Linked DNA regions of Triticum aestivum: region 2 is linked to region 1. A link is a contact called in public Hi-C data. All regions are on one chromosome and are shown on one strand. The core of a region is the stretch at or near the end of the contact, and the rest is flanking DNA. Distances in the headings are between cores, read along the strand shown.

What was found. Hi-C and Micro-C count contacts between places; a contact is called where the count stands out from the background.
Region 2: a Hi-C map of leaf shows a contact between it and region 1, with 6 times the contacts expected there. The contact joins the promoter of LOC123045016 here to the promoter of LOC123045013 in region 1. A contact is called at or near these places in 3 of 5 Hi-C or Micro-C datasets (all in leaf).

What each region holds. Positions count from the first base shown.
Region 1 is chr2B:377,795,772-377,802,377 of IWGSC CS RefSeq v2.1, forward strand. It overlaps LOC123045013, which reads right to left and starts at 3,454. Exons shown (of 9, transcript XR_006420944.1): 1 at 2,981-3,454; 2 at 2,673-2,851; 3 at 2,541-2,593; 4 at 2,299-2,376; 5 at 699-840; 6 at 1-423.
Region 2 is chr2B:378,160,923-378,167,528 of IWGSC CS RefSeq v2.1, forward strand. It overlaps LOC123045016 (glycosyltransferase BC10-like), which reads left to right and starts at 2,502. Exons shown (of 2, transcript XM_044467924.1): 1 at 2,502-3,864; 2 at 4,390-4,761. The coding sequence starts at 2,730. The coding sequence ends at 3,827. It overlaps LOC123039225, which reads left to right and starts at 4,215. Exons shown (of 9, transcript XM_044462478.1): 1 at 4,215-4,236; 2 at 4,390-4,471; 3 at 5,339-5,795; 4 at 6,420-6,547. The coding sequence starts at 4,215.

The sequences.
Region 1 (6,606 bases), core at 2,204-4,703:
TATAGAAGTACTACACTACTAAAGGAGAGCTAGTTCTCACATAGGAACACAAGAAGATCAATCACGCAGGGTCCAACATTCATATAGATAAACAAATATCTATGCAACATCACAACACTTGCAAGGTAACTGTAAAGCATGCACATGGCACATCATATAACTAAGGCATAATGGTGATTTACTGCTGGTTTTCAATAAATGCAAACAATGCTACTACCACCACAAATTAAGGCTCGCAATATAAAACAGAGCAATTGCCCAAGTATGTATTTTGTGAGTGTCGAAGCATGATAAATGTGAGCGGAAATCCTGTCTTATGAATGAGCAGTTCGATTTTCTCACATGATATAGTACCTGATGCACCCGTGATTGGATTACTGCTTGTTGGGGGAAAGCAAGCACAGCGAAGCTTCAGAAATAGCACTACAGGGATCACCATGTTTTACAGATAAAATTTTCATTGTTAGCATGTCCACAAAGTCGGCAGAAAAATATCATGCTTATATTACAAAGCAGCAAGCAGGACACCTAGGTTCAATCTCTCTATCATAAATGAAAAGCATATAACTACTACATTCCTTATAAATTAAAGATGTTTAGAAAGTCAATATATTAGCCATCAAAATCAAGGTGCTGGAGGAAACAAGAGGCAAAGAGAGAGGGCACAAAATTAGCTTTTTAGGCCACCCATGTCGCACCTCCCTGCGATTAGCCTTCCTGCTGAGGCATCACTGAGTGGCGATGCCATCGCGGCAGAGCTCTTGGACAAGACAACCCTCGTTAGTTCTTACCATTCTTCTTTAAAGAACCAAGTATATCATCATGATGGCCCGTGAACCCCTGTAAAACACAATGATAGCAGTCAATGGCATACATATATTTATAAGAAAACATATATATACTATGAATGCAGCAAATTTTGCTCATCTACGAAACAGAATATACTTCATCGTTTATATGGGTTAGCATATTATAGTACTGCACATGTAGCAAAAATACCAAGCAACCAAGAACCTCCTGGATCAACAACAGAAACAACCAAGATGCACTGACTTTTCAATACAAATGACTAAACATATATAACCGCAGATGCAAACAAACTTAACTCCCATGCATTGCAAAAGTGACCTCATTATGAATCTATTTTTAGATGAGTACCAAACAAATTTCTAGTGAAGTATCATCTCAAAAATGGTAATGGTAAGTGGAAAGGACAAAGACTACACAATTGTTATCTTTGAAAAATTGGAGTAACTAAATTTCAAAGACCAATGGTGGTGCAAGTGGCATATTATGCCATTTTGAGCAAAAACCATGGAAGGTGAAATGCAGCACAAAGGAATGGAATTTATTCAATCACTCTGAGAAGACCTGGCTGGTAGTAATGAAAAGTGTGTATTGCCGGCCATAGACAATGAGATCATTCAGACCGCGAGCTTCCAGTCGACCACCATATGAAGCAAACATAACAGCAAGCTTCCAGCCAGTGACCATATGAACCGAAGACCAGTGATCATCCAGCGGACGACCATATGAATTAAAGATATCAACTATATAAGCAGCGCACTTTTCAGTAAAGCCCGAGATTGTTGTAGTAAAGGGTGTAGCTAGAATCTGGATCGTAGATTCATGTGTACCTATAGAAAATAGGAAAGGGGACATGAAATTATGTTGATAGAAATATAAATTCAATTGTGTGATTACTAATTCAAATTAAAAATAAATTCATGAGGTGTCACTGGCAGCAGAACCTACACCTCACAAAGTAAAACCTGCCACCAGCGGCAAGGCAGCTAAGCAAAGTAATTCGGTAGTTCTAATGAAACTAAAGATCTTAAGCCAGGAGAGCCCTTCAAACTGAACCAAAACAACTGAATCATCGCTAACAATTTTCCTTACATACATGCATACCTAACTAATGCACATGTGCTAACAAAAGAACATAAGAAAATCGTTGCTTTATAATATAAAGCGGCGGGAAACCCTTTTTCCTAAGAACATAAGAAAACATCAACGAATAATTATTCAGAAGTCAACATGGCTGAGAACCCAGGGATCTAAATAAGACGTGTGCAGATCCCATTTTTATGCCTAGGTAGTCAATTATACCAAGAAACAAAATGAGATGGGTATTGCCTCCAAAATCGTACCAGCAACTTTACCATGTTATACAGAGAACCTCTCAACTATAATTTAATTGACAATAGTAACAGTCTCCAGCTATAGTAGCAGGGCCGAATTCTCTCAACTATATATTGCAAAAAGGGTTGTCGTAGTCTCCAGCTTGGCTGGTTTTACCTTGAAAAAAATTGCGATTTAGAAAAGCAGCGTGGGTTTTCTGAAGAAGCTCTTGTACCCAGTCAATAGTCCCATTGCCTGATTGGAGTGAGGGAGAAATGCAGGTAAGAAGAATGAACAAGCATCCTGAAGTGAGAGTAGTAAATAACCAAGAAACCAATAAAAAACAGAAAGAACATTCACTATCAGACAGTATAACTTGGAAATGAAAACTATCTAGGCAGATTAGAGATAGAGCTCACCTTGTTTTTTTTCCTCTTCCTCAAGATCCTTCCTCTTCTCTTCTTCGTTCGATCTGCACACATCTTGTTTAGAAAAAAATAAAACAAGATATCCAAATTAGATTAAAGAACCAAGGGAAACAATAGGGGAACCTGCATGAGTTTTTCTTCTGCATCTTCCATGGATGACGAATATCACAAAGAATGTTGAGATCCATCGTGGCCTCACCTTCTGCCGAGGACGACAACGACGAAGGCACCATGGACCACCGCTTCACTAGCATCACCGCCTGCTGCGGCTGCTGCTCCCCTCATCCCCAGCGGCGCCACCACTAGAACATGAGAGGAGGTGAGCAAAGGTGACGGCCTCTATCACCCCGCGGCGCCGGTGACCGCCAACTCCAGATCGAAGAATTGGGAGGAAACGAGGAGTTGAGAGGAGAGGTGGCGGCCAAGCTCACCTTGACATCTTCCAAGCTCCTCCCATGCGCACCATCTTCAGCCGTCAGGATCTCATCCATGAAGATGCTGCTTTTCCCTATCGCTGGCCTCTCCTCCACCCCGTCAGGCGTCCGTTGCCCGGTCTTCGGCCTCGCTGAGCGGGTGGTTGTGGATGCAGTAACTGTGGGGATCAAGGGGAATGGGGCTAGGGTTTGGGCGACGGCTGGCACGGAACTGAGAGGAGGGAGGGGGCCGATGACACGGCGGAGGAGAGGAGGTGGCCAAGGTGAGCGGGAGAAGAGGGGCGGCGACATGGGAGAGGATGGAGGGAGAGGATGGAGGTCGGATGGAGCAGGGGCAGCGACCGCGGGATGGTAGGAAAGGGGGCTAGGGTTTGTGGCGGTTGAGGGAGAGAGATCGAGGAGGGAGGAAGGGTTGCGGCGTGCGGGCGATTGGATTGGGCCAACTGCACCCACGGCCCCGCAAATGGCGTGACGCGCACGCGGCGTGCGGGGAGAGGGCGCACCTGCACCTCGAAATGGCTCACCCAGCCAACAGGAACAGAACACGAGCCCACCAGTCGATGGGCATGAGAACTTACCACGCGGTCAAAACCACCGGCGAGAGCAACGAGCATCTAACGGCCCAAACAAAGTCAAAGACCAGATTGACCACGATCCAACGGCCAACGAAGGCTGAAATTGGGGGAGCCTCCTGGAGGTGAGTTGGCTAGCCTCTTTTTTGTTTTAAATGTGGGTGTATTAGCTATATATGTCCTATATAGAGAGGGTGAGACCTCTCTATGGATTGATCGATGTGGATGTGGGAAAGAGGGTGAGACCTCACTGGATATATCAATTAATCGGTTTGTGTGGAAAACTATGAAAGACCTAGCTATATACACACACACATACAGGAACATCGATCGTTGCGCATGCACGCGTGAGAGATAAAGAATGCCCGATATGATGGAGAGGGGGATGTGTGTGGGTGTGTGCCTTCATGGGAGACCGACCTGAAGAAAAAGATTGCATGTGTGCGATGGATAATGCCGAATGGTAGTGTGTGTGCATGCATGCACGAGAGAAAGTTAGTGCTACAATTATAAAGAGAAGACGACTGTGTGGGTGTAAAAGACTAGGTGAGGTCATAATCAATGTAAAGTTGAATTCAAATATTTGAATAAGAGATCATGATGTTTGAAACCCATGCATGCATGAATATAACGGAGATCTGCGCGGTGTGGTTTGGAAACGAGCATGTTGTAATGTATACACATTGAGCAAGGTCAGACTGATTTGAATTTGAGATACCGATGGCAAACATCATTTGGCCACATTGCATCCGTGCATGGACACACTATTCTAATTGGAGATGATGGGTGGCTTTCGCATCACATATCTATATCCATAAACCTATATATATATATATATATATATATATATATATATATATATATATATATTATATTTTTTATATTGTGTGCGGGTAACTTTTACTTTGAAAGATGGTTGTTGGATGAGGCGAATCCGATGGTGCAGAGATGGCAAATTTGAGCACTACTGGCCGTTGGATATCATCTATATTCCACCAGATTTCGCCACATGTACAATCTAGAAAACTCCATGGTTGAACTTAAGCATAATGCACAAACCTCAAAACACAGGCACTTCTTCTTTGTTCTAGAATCTTTCGTATCAGAATTGCCCAAATGTTTTTCTACATGATTTGCCATTATTTGTTTTTACTTTATGTCTTACAACGCACAATTCCATGAATCTTAAAATAGATTAACTTTCTTATAAAAACTAGATGATTTTGAATGAAATGAACTATAAGAATTAAACGAACATCTACATCATGCATATATGACTCAAAGCTTACATGCTATAATGTGGTATTTATTCATAATTTGGTTGCCAAATCTCATGCGTGCAATGCACGTGTACCTTACTAGTCTAAATGATGTTTGTGTGTGTGTTGTGCGTGTTGAGGTGCAAATTATTTTTTTGGTACATGTTAAGCTTGTTCTCCCGAAATTTCAAGCCGCGCCTTGTTATGCTGAAATTTCAAGCTAGCATCTCTGTCTATCGTGCTGCAAAACTCCCGCCTCTACAACCCGCGCCTTGTTATTCCGAAATATTTAAGATATATCTTTGTCTCGTTGTGCTCCGACAACACCCTCCATCTCAACCCGCGCCTTGCTATTCCAAAATTACAACGCGCACGAAAACTCCCACCTACTATGAAATCCCGACACGCGAAATGCCCGTGGTACCCCTGAACCGAAAGAAACACCTCAAATTGGTGGGGTACTTTCGTAACTTACCCCACATGTCGGACAAGTGCTTCCCTAAGCCATGGTTCCCCACTCCCATCCCATCCGCCCACCCATTCATACACCGAGGCCGTGAAAACCCACGAAGCCCCACACCCTCCTCCGTCCGCCACCTAGCCGGAGCCTCTTCCCCGACGACGTCGTCCACAGAAACACCTCGACGTCCCTCATCCACCGTACCGGATGATGATCCATCATCGATCTCGTCGTCCCGCCGGTTCAGCCACCCCGTCCTCCACCTCCAAGGAGTTGTCCCAACGTTTCCCTCGTCTTTCACACCACCTCCATTACCACACCGCCGTCTTCACCTGCACCACCGGAAGAGCATCATCATCACCGTTTCCTCGGATAAAGTTGCGGCCTAATCGGCGCCACCAAAGAGGTTGTACACTAATCGCCGCATTTTCTTCTTGATTCGATCTCACGGTACTGCCGGCGCTCGGTCCCGAGCCGACACGGCGTGACTCCATCCACGGCGGCGGTGCCGGCCACTTCCTCCACGACATCGCTCCCTCAGCGGCGATGTCCACATCAGTAGGACCTGCTGCTGCTTTAGCTCTCGCTCGCGCTGCTGCTCTGCTCTTGCTCTTCCCCTACCTGGTCTGCTCTTGCTATTGCTCTTGCTCTTGCTGCTGCTCTCACTCTTGCTCTTGCTTGCGACGCTACTCCAATTTAGCTACACTTCAGTCAGCTGAATTGACTTTTGGGTCAGTCCATTTTTAGGGGGGTGGCTCGCCGGAGTGAAGGAAGAACCAGCCGCAGCGGGGAGGGGGGCTCGCCGGAGAGGTACCCCACTATCTATCTTAAGGTTCACGGTGGGGGCGGTGGTCGCCGGTGGTGGTGGGGCGGTGGCGTGAGGATCGCCGGAGAAAAAGCTCGGCACGAGGGGGGGCTAGAGGGATGACCGGGGCGACGGCGGGCCGACGGTGGGGAGTGTTTTCAAGGCGGGCGGGACGATGGGGGGCTGCTGTTTGGCCGGTGGTGGCTCACGGCTCAGGGGGGTGGAGGTTGAAGATGAACTGCAGGCCCTTGATTTCGTATCCAACGGTGTCGGATTTAGGGTTTCGGCAGACCCTTGAGGTTCGAACACTGGGGTGCGCGCGGAGGTTTCGCCTTCTACCTACCTGTTCCTTACCGAATCGCTGGGACTAAAACTACCAGAAGAACAGCACAAGAGACACGGGGTTTATACTGGTTCAGGCCACCATTGTGGTGTAATACCCTACTCCAGTGTGTGGTGTGGTGGATTGCCTCTTGGGCTGATGATGAACAGTACAAGGGAGAACAACCTCGCGAGGGTCTGTTCTT
Region 2 (6,606 bases), core at 1,252-3,751, 360 kb after region 1:
TCTCCAAAAGCCTTACGGTGTCTTCAGCATTGGGAGCTCTCAAATATTCCGGACCAAACACTTGCACAATTCCGTTTGCGAAGCGCTTGACACACATGATGGCTTGACCATGGCTAAGCGGTCATCAACGAGATCCACCGGAATACCGTATGCCAACATACACAAAGCAGCGGTCACCTTTTGAAAGGTGCTATGCCCGAGTTCTCCAACGGCATTCCTTCTTTACTGAAAAAACCGATCATGGCTCGCCAGTTTCTCCACAATGCGTTTGGACAACGCGATGCCCCTCCTAAAACGGCACCGAAAGTAGGACTCGGGGTATATGCGATTCTCCACAAAATAGTACCTCATCAATCTGTTGTGGGCATCGATCTTATCCCTCCATAATTTCTGACGACCCATAACCGAACCATCGTGCTTCATCTTTTTATTGACATGCATAGCTAGGATCATTGCGAGGTCTTCGTCCTCTTGAATATCAAATTCTTCATCGGAAGAATCATAGGACAAGCTCATCTGCAATATTGAATTTAAACTAGTTTTAAGACTACAAACAACATGCACCAAATTCATCTACAAAATATAAAGTTGAAGCAATACATACCTTGCAAGCATTTTGTCAAACACCTTATGGGCACTGACGTGCAAACGGCCGCCGAGCGCTGTTCGTTGGAGGAAGGGTGCGCTCGAGGGGCGGCGGCAAGGAGAGGAGGTGGAGGAAGCAGCAGCGGCGCGCGGGGATAGGCGGGGAGCGTCGACGGGTCACCGGAGCGAATGGGGAAGGTGCGTGCGGCGGCGCCTGGATGTCTCAGATCTGGCGGTTGGTGAAGTCGCGTACGAATCGTCGCTATCCAGCGTGCCGGAGCGGATGTAGCAAATACACCGCGTGCGATGCCGTTTTCCTCCGCGCACTGAACCAATTTTACCCCGCACACAATTATTGCGCGTCTGAGTGCTCGTTTCAGCCCGCGCGCAATAACATGATTTTTTTTCCAACGCGCGACTTATTTCCAGCGCACGCGGGAGATGATTAAAAAAGGTGTAGCTAGGACTCATCTAGATATGACATAACTATGTCACATCTAAGCATGACATCACACAGCATCAGCAAAAAGCAATTAAAAATATATTTTGTACAAATCTTGAAGCCCCTTATTATGTGATGAACTACTTAGATGTGACATTTTTAAAAAACATCTAGATGTGAATTAGTCATTCTGATTGAAAAAACACGTTACCGGCTACCCAGAGCATGTGGAGTCTTCATTTTAAAAGGTCAGCAAGCAGCTAAAAAAAGGTCAGCAAGCGACTCAAACCATGTAGGTCAAAGCATTGAACTATGGGTGACCATAAAAATGAATGCGCCCTCTTCATCGTCATGGGACGGATACGGACTGATACACTTGTGCACTGGGTGGTGGAGAAGAGTGACACAGCATCTGATGATGCATATATGGTTTTTTAGCACAGCATGGTTGGCAGGCGGACACGAACCTTGGTCTCTGCATGCTCCACACGTGTGATATGGTCGAGTTTCGAGCAGACTCCAGCTTGATGCCAAGGCAAGGCATGCATGGGACACGCGGGCGTGCAGAGGATGCCGATCGATGCGCTGCCGCTGCTGGCTACGGATACCATACCGATAGACACATGCGCGTCTCCTCTGCCCTGCCGTGCATTCGGCGAGCCAGTTCGCAGTGAGCTTACCTACCCTGCTGATCTCAACATTGAATTCCTCGGTTGCTGGCAAAATTCTCCGTGAGAAAGTGGTATATCAATACTGTACTTGCCTGAAGAAAAGCGAAACTGACGGGGCCCAAATTAGGGTGCGTTTGGTTGCAAGGGCGGTAATGAATGGGTTGGGATCGTTCAGAAAATAGACATGTTTGGTTATAAAGCACATGAATGGTTCGAGCCAAAAAAAGAGAATATGCCATGAAGATGCTGAACCGTTCCACCCAACCAAATCGGTCGAATCAAATGGCCGCCCTTTGCATGCATGACTATGTGAGCATGACTGGTGGTCCCGTCCTAAATAATTAGCTCACCACTTATATTCAGCCAAACACATGAATTGAATGGTTCAATCCCAAAAAAATTGAATGGTCCCAACCCATTCATACGACACATTCAACCAAACGCATCCTTAGGCAACTGGTTCGGATCCGATTCCCCACTAACACACCGCCCGATTAACAAAGAAACCGCACTAGGACACAATATCTTGGCAAATCGCATCCGACGGCCCGTATTCATCCTTACCCTCAAACTCGGCCCGACAGCCATCCATCCGCCTTCCTCGCCCTGCCTTGCCCTCCAAAAGAAAAATAGTACTCCACACCCACTGCCACAGAGACCCCACCAAACCACGGGCCTGCATGTCACGGACCGAAGCAAAGAAAATCCCGTGGCGCACTTGATATTCATTCCTGCCTTGCCTCCCTAAAAAAAACTTGATATTGCTGCCACGTCGGTGTCCGCCGAGCTGAGAGTGAAACAAAGACAAAGAGAAGGAGAAAGCGATAGGAGAGGCGGACGCGAGACGGGACTAGCGCCACTCCATTCCACTTCCCTCCCTCGCTTGCCTTCCTTCCTTCCTTCCTAGCGTAGCATTCCCTATAGAAACCCTCGATTCTGATCGCCGGGATGAGGTTCTGACCCCCGATTCGGTCCGTCGATTGTGATTTCCCCTCGATTTCGTGCGGGATTAGTGGCCGGAATTAATCGCCATGACGGCGTCGTCGCCGATGGTGCTGTCCCTCCTGCTCTTCGCCTCGCTCACGGCGCTGCTCGTCCTGGCCCCTCGCACGGCGTCGCCGCCGCTGCCGCTGGCCGTGGTGGTTGGGGACGAGGAGGCGCCGCCGGCCGCCGCTGGTGCTGCTGCGGGGATCAGCGGCGGAGGGGCGGGAGTTGAGGAGGGACCGGAGGACCTCGCGCTATACCGGCGCGTGACGCTCGACGCCGGCGAGGGCGCGGCGGTGGCGTCCAAGGTGGCGTTCATGTTCCTGACCAACTCCGACCTCACCTTCGCGCCGCTTTGGGAGCGCTTCTTCGCGGGGCACGCTGACCAGTTCAACGTCTACGTGCACGCAGACCCGGCGGTGCGGCTGCGGCTCCCCCCTACGCCTTCCTTCCGGGGCCGCTTCGTCGCGGCCAAGCCGACGCGGCGCGGGGACCCGAGCCTCATCGCTGCGGCGCGGCGGCTGCTTGTCGCCGCGCTACTCGACGACCCGGCCAACGCCTACTTCGCGCTGCTCTCGCAGCACTGCGTCCCGCTCCACTCCTTCCCGCGGCTCTACGAGGCGCTCTTCCCGCCCAAGGCCGCGCACCACCACCGCCTCCCGAGCTATATCGAGGTGCTCACCGGCGAGCCCCAGATGCCCGCGCGCTACGTGGCGCGCGGTGACGACGCCATGCTCCCGGAGGTGCCCTTCGACCGGTTCCGCATCGGCTCCCAGTTCTTCACGCTGGCCCGCCGCCACGCCGTGCTAGTCGTCCGCGAGCGCCGTCTCTGGCGAAAGTTTAGGGAGCCGTGCCTGCCGGAGTCGCAGGGCTCGTGCTACCCGGAGGAGCACTATTTCCCGACGCTTCTCGACATGGCCGACCCCGCCGGCTGCACCCGGTACACGCTCACGCGCGTCAACTGGACCGACAGCTTCGAGGGCCACCCGCACACGTATTCCGCGCCAGAGGTGTCGCCGCGGCTCATCGCCGAGCTACGCCAGTCCAACAGCTCCACCTATGAGCACATGTTCGCGCGCAAGTTCGCGCCCGACTGCCTTGGCCCGCTCATGGCCATCGCCGACACCGTCATCTTCAAAGATTGATCGATGCGGTGCTCTGCATCATAGATACACGTAGGAGGTACGTTCTGACGCCTGATTTCTGTAACGTTTCAAGGTTCTAGACACTACTGATTGGTTATGCTCGTGAGCCATGCGTGTATTTCAATCACAAAATAATTTGCAGCCCGTAGATGATCGAAACATATTGCAAATGTCATTTCACTCCCCAAATTCATTTAAGATGCTGCAACATGACTGAAGAACACTGAGTACTTCTTCTGGGAAAAATCTCCTATCTACTTTAGTTTCCATATGTAAGCATGTTGCTTCGTTTAATTCGAGACGAAATCGACAACTCGATTAGTCTTGTGCTCTCTTGATGGATGAGATCATGCGTGTACGTGTCAGAACTCAATAGTCAACAGCGATATGCTGAGACCCCCTGAGTGCCGTATTCAACGACTGTAACGCAGTGTACTGCTACGCATTGTCTTGCCTTTTGACTAGTTTTCCCTTCAGATAGAGTAGTTGGCTCGCTGTATAGTTCAGTTCTATTGGCGAAATCGAACTACTCCTGGCTAAGAAACCTCATTTGCTTTTGCAGGTCTATCCGTTGAGAGTTGCGCGTGCGAGAAGACGAAAGCAGTGTCGTTATTCTCCGTTGAATCTTCACACGGTTCAGACTGGTGCTTTGCCTCTGTGCCCTCCACCGTTCTTCTCCTCCTGGTACTTCTATGTAGACTTAAGTGGCAACAACCTAATGCAAAGCGGCAGGTGTTGCATCTGATGGTCAGTCCATCCATCCACTGTATTTTTCCTACCTCGTGCGGCTGCCTAAGGCTGCTGTTCTGTTGAAATGCGTAAAAGGATGGATTGTGGCGGTGTTCTGTTCAGCTGAAACTGAAAAGGAACTTTGTACCGGTTTATTTCAGCTTGTGTACATAACCAAGGAATAAAATAATCATTCTGCATTCAAGTTTTCGTAGCACTAGCACCGTGACTCTCATTGTTTTCTTATAAGAACAGGGAGCTACCTCCCCGGTTCCATTGCCAGAATGAAACGACGGAGAAAGTCTTACAAACAGCTCACTTAGTGGAGCAGTTCAGCAAAAGCAAAACATAAAAGCTAAGCCAATGGTGCGGACATATTTTTGGACAACCAAATAACGCAAAACACCCTCCAGCAAGCTCAACATAAACGCAGACTAAGGGCATGTACAATGGTGGCATATGAATACATATGCTCCATGACAAAAAGTAATTTGCCCCATGACAAAAAGTAATTTGAGGCACCTACATTTATTTTTTCTTTCCAATGCAAGCTATCATTAGTGGGTCTCATTAAAAAAATCTCTACTTTTAATGGATAACATTTATTTTTTCTTCCCAATGCAAGCTACCATTAGTGAGTCTCATTAAAAAAATCTCTACGACGACTTGATGAATAGTCTACGCGGTTTTTTTCGCTGGTTTTTCCTGTCATTCTCCCACCTCCGTTTTATTTTCGTCATCCTCTTACCACTTTCTTCTGGTTTTTATCTTCATCCTCCCAGGCTCGTCAGATCTCGATCTGGTTCATCTCCCAAACGACGCCCCAGCCCCGAGAGGAGCCGCCGCCGCCACCGGGGAACGAGAGGAGCCGCCGCCTGCAGTTGCGGAGGAGCGGAGCTGGCCGGGTTTGCGGGGGAAGCCGGCGCGGGCGAAGCCGGCAGGACGGGCTGCGGGGAAACCGGCAAGCCGGGCGGCGGGAGCCGGCGGCCAGGAAGCGGCAGAAGCCGGCCTGCGTGGGGTGGGAGCCGGTCGAGGCACGAGAGCCGCGCGGAGGCCGGCGCGAGGCTGGGGAGCCCGCAGCCGGAGCGGGGGCGCCCAGGCGGCACAGCGAGGCGGGACCGCGGGAGCAGCGCGGCACCGGGCGGAGCAGGCGGTGACGCAGCGCCGCGGGGGCGCGCACGCGGAGGTGCAGGTGCCCGCGCGCGCGGCGGAGCAGCGAGGGGCCGACGACCACCACAGGTGCGCCTCCCTCTCCCTCGAGACTCCAGCTCCCCAGCGGCCATCCCTCCTTTTCCCCAAGTCCACGACCACTGCTGCTTCGAGGCCGAGGAGACCATCGGGTAGCAGCTAGCTCAGGTCGGGGTCACAGTCCAACAATGCAAGGAGCCAAGGAGGGTGGTCCAGCCGAGAGAAGGATGTTGCGAGAGGGGATGAAGCGGCAGTTGCGTGGCCGTGTTGACCCGAGCTGGTTGCTAGAGCGGATGGAGTGGTGGCTGCACGGATTCCTTATTGGAGGTGCCGGTATGCGCGCATGCCTTCTTGATTTTGTACCTGCCTCTTTCCTGACAGGATTCTGACTCTGCCTCGGCGTTCTTCTACTTTGTGTCTGTTCAGAATGATGCACTGATGCAGGTTTCGTACACATGCTTTTCTTTTTCCTTCTTCGTATGCCTATCTGTGAATCTTGTGAGCCATGATTGGCATGCTGCTGTGTATGTCATTCTGTCACTTATATTGATTCTTGTTGAGGCGCTGCTGCCACCTAATTTTTTGAATTGATGCTAGAAATAACAAACTAATACAGAGAGAATGTACAAATTTATTACACATGATTGAGGGCGATAATCTATATATTTCCTGCAGTACCTTCATATCCTCTGCTGCAGCAGATGCAGATGGAGCACACCGTGGGATATCCCCATCCACCACGGTCACTGCCGTCAAGGGCTTCTTCATGGATCTGGGACGCCATGGACCTGCAGCTCCTCAAGGTTTGGACTTTCTACTGAACCATCGTGTCCATCATGTGTAGAACACGCTGCACTGTTAA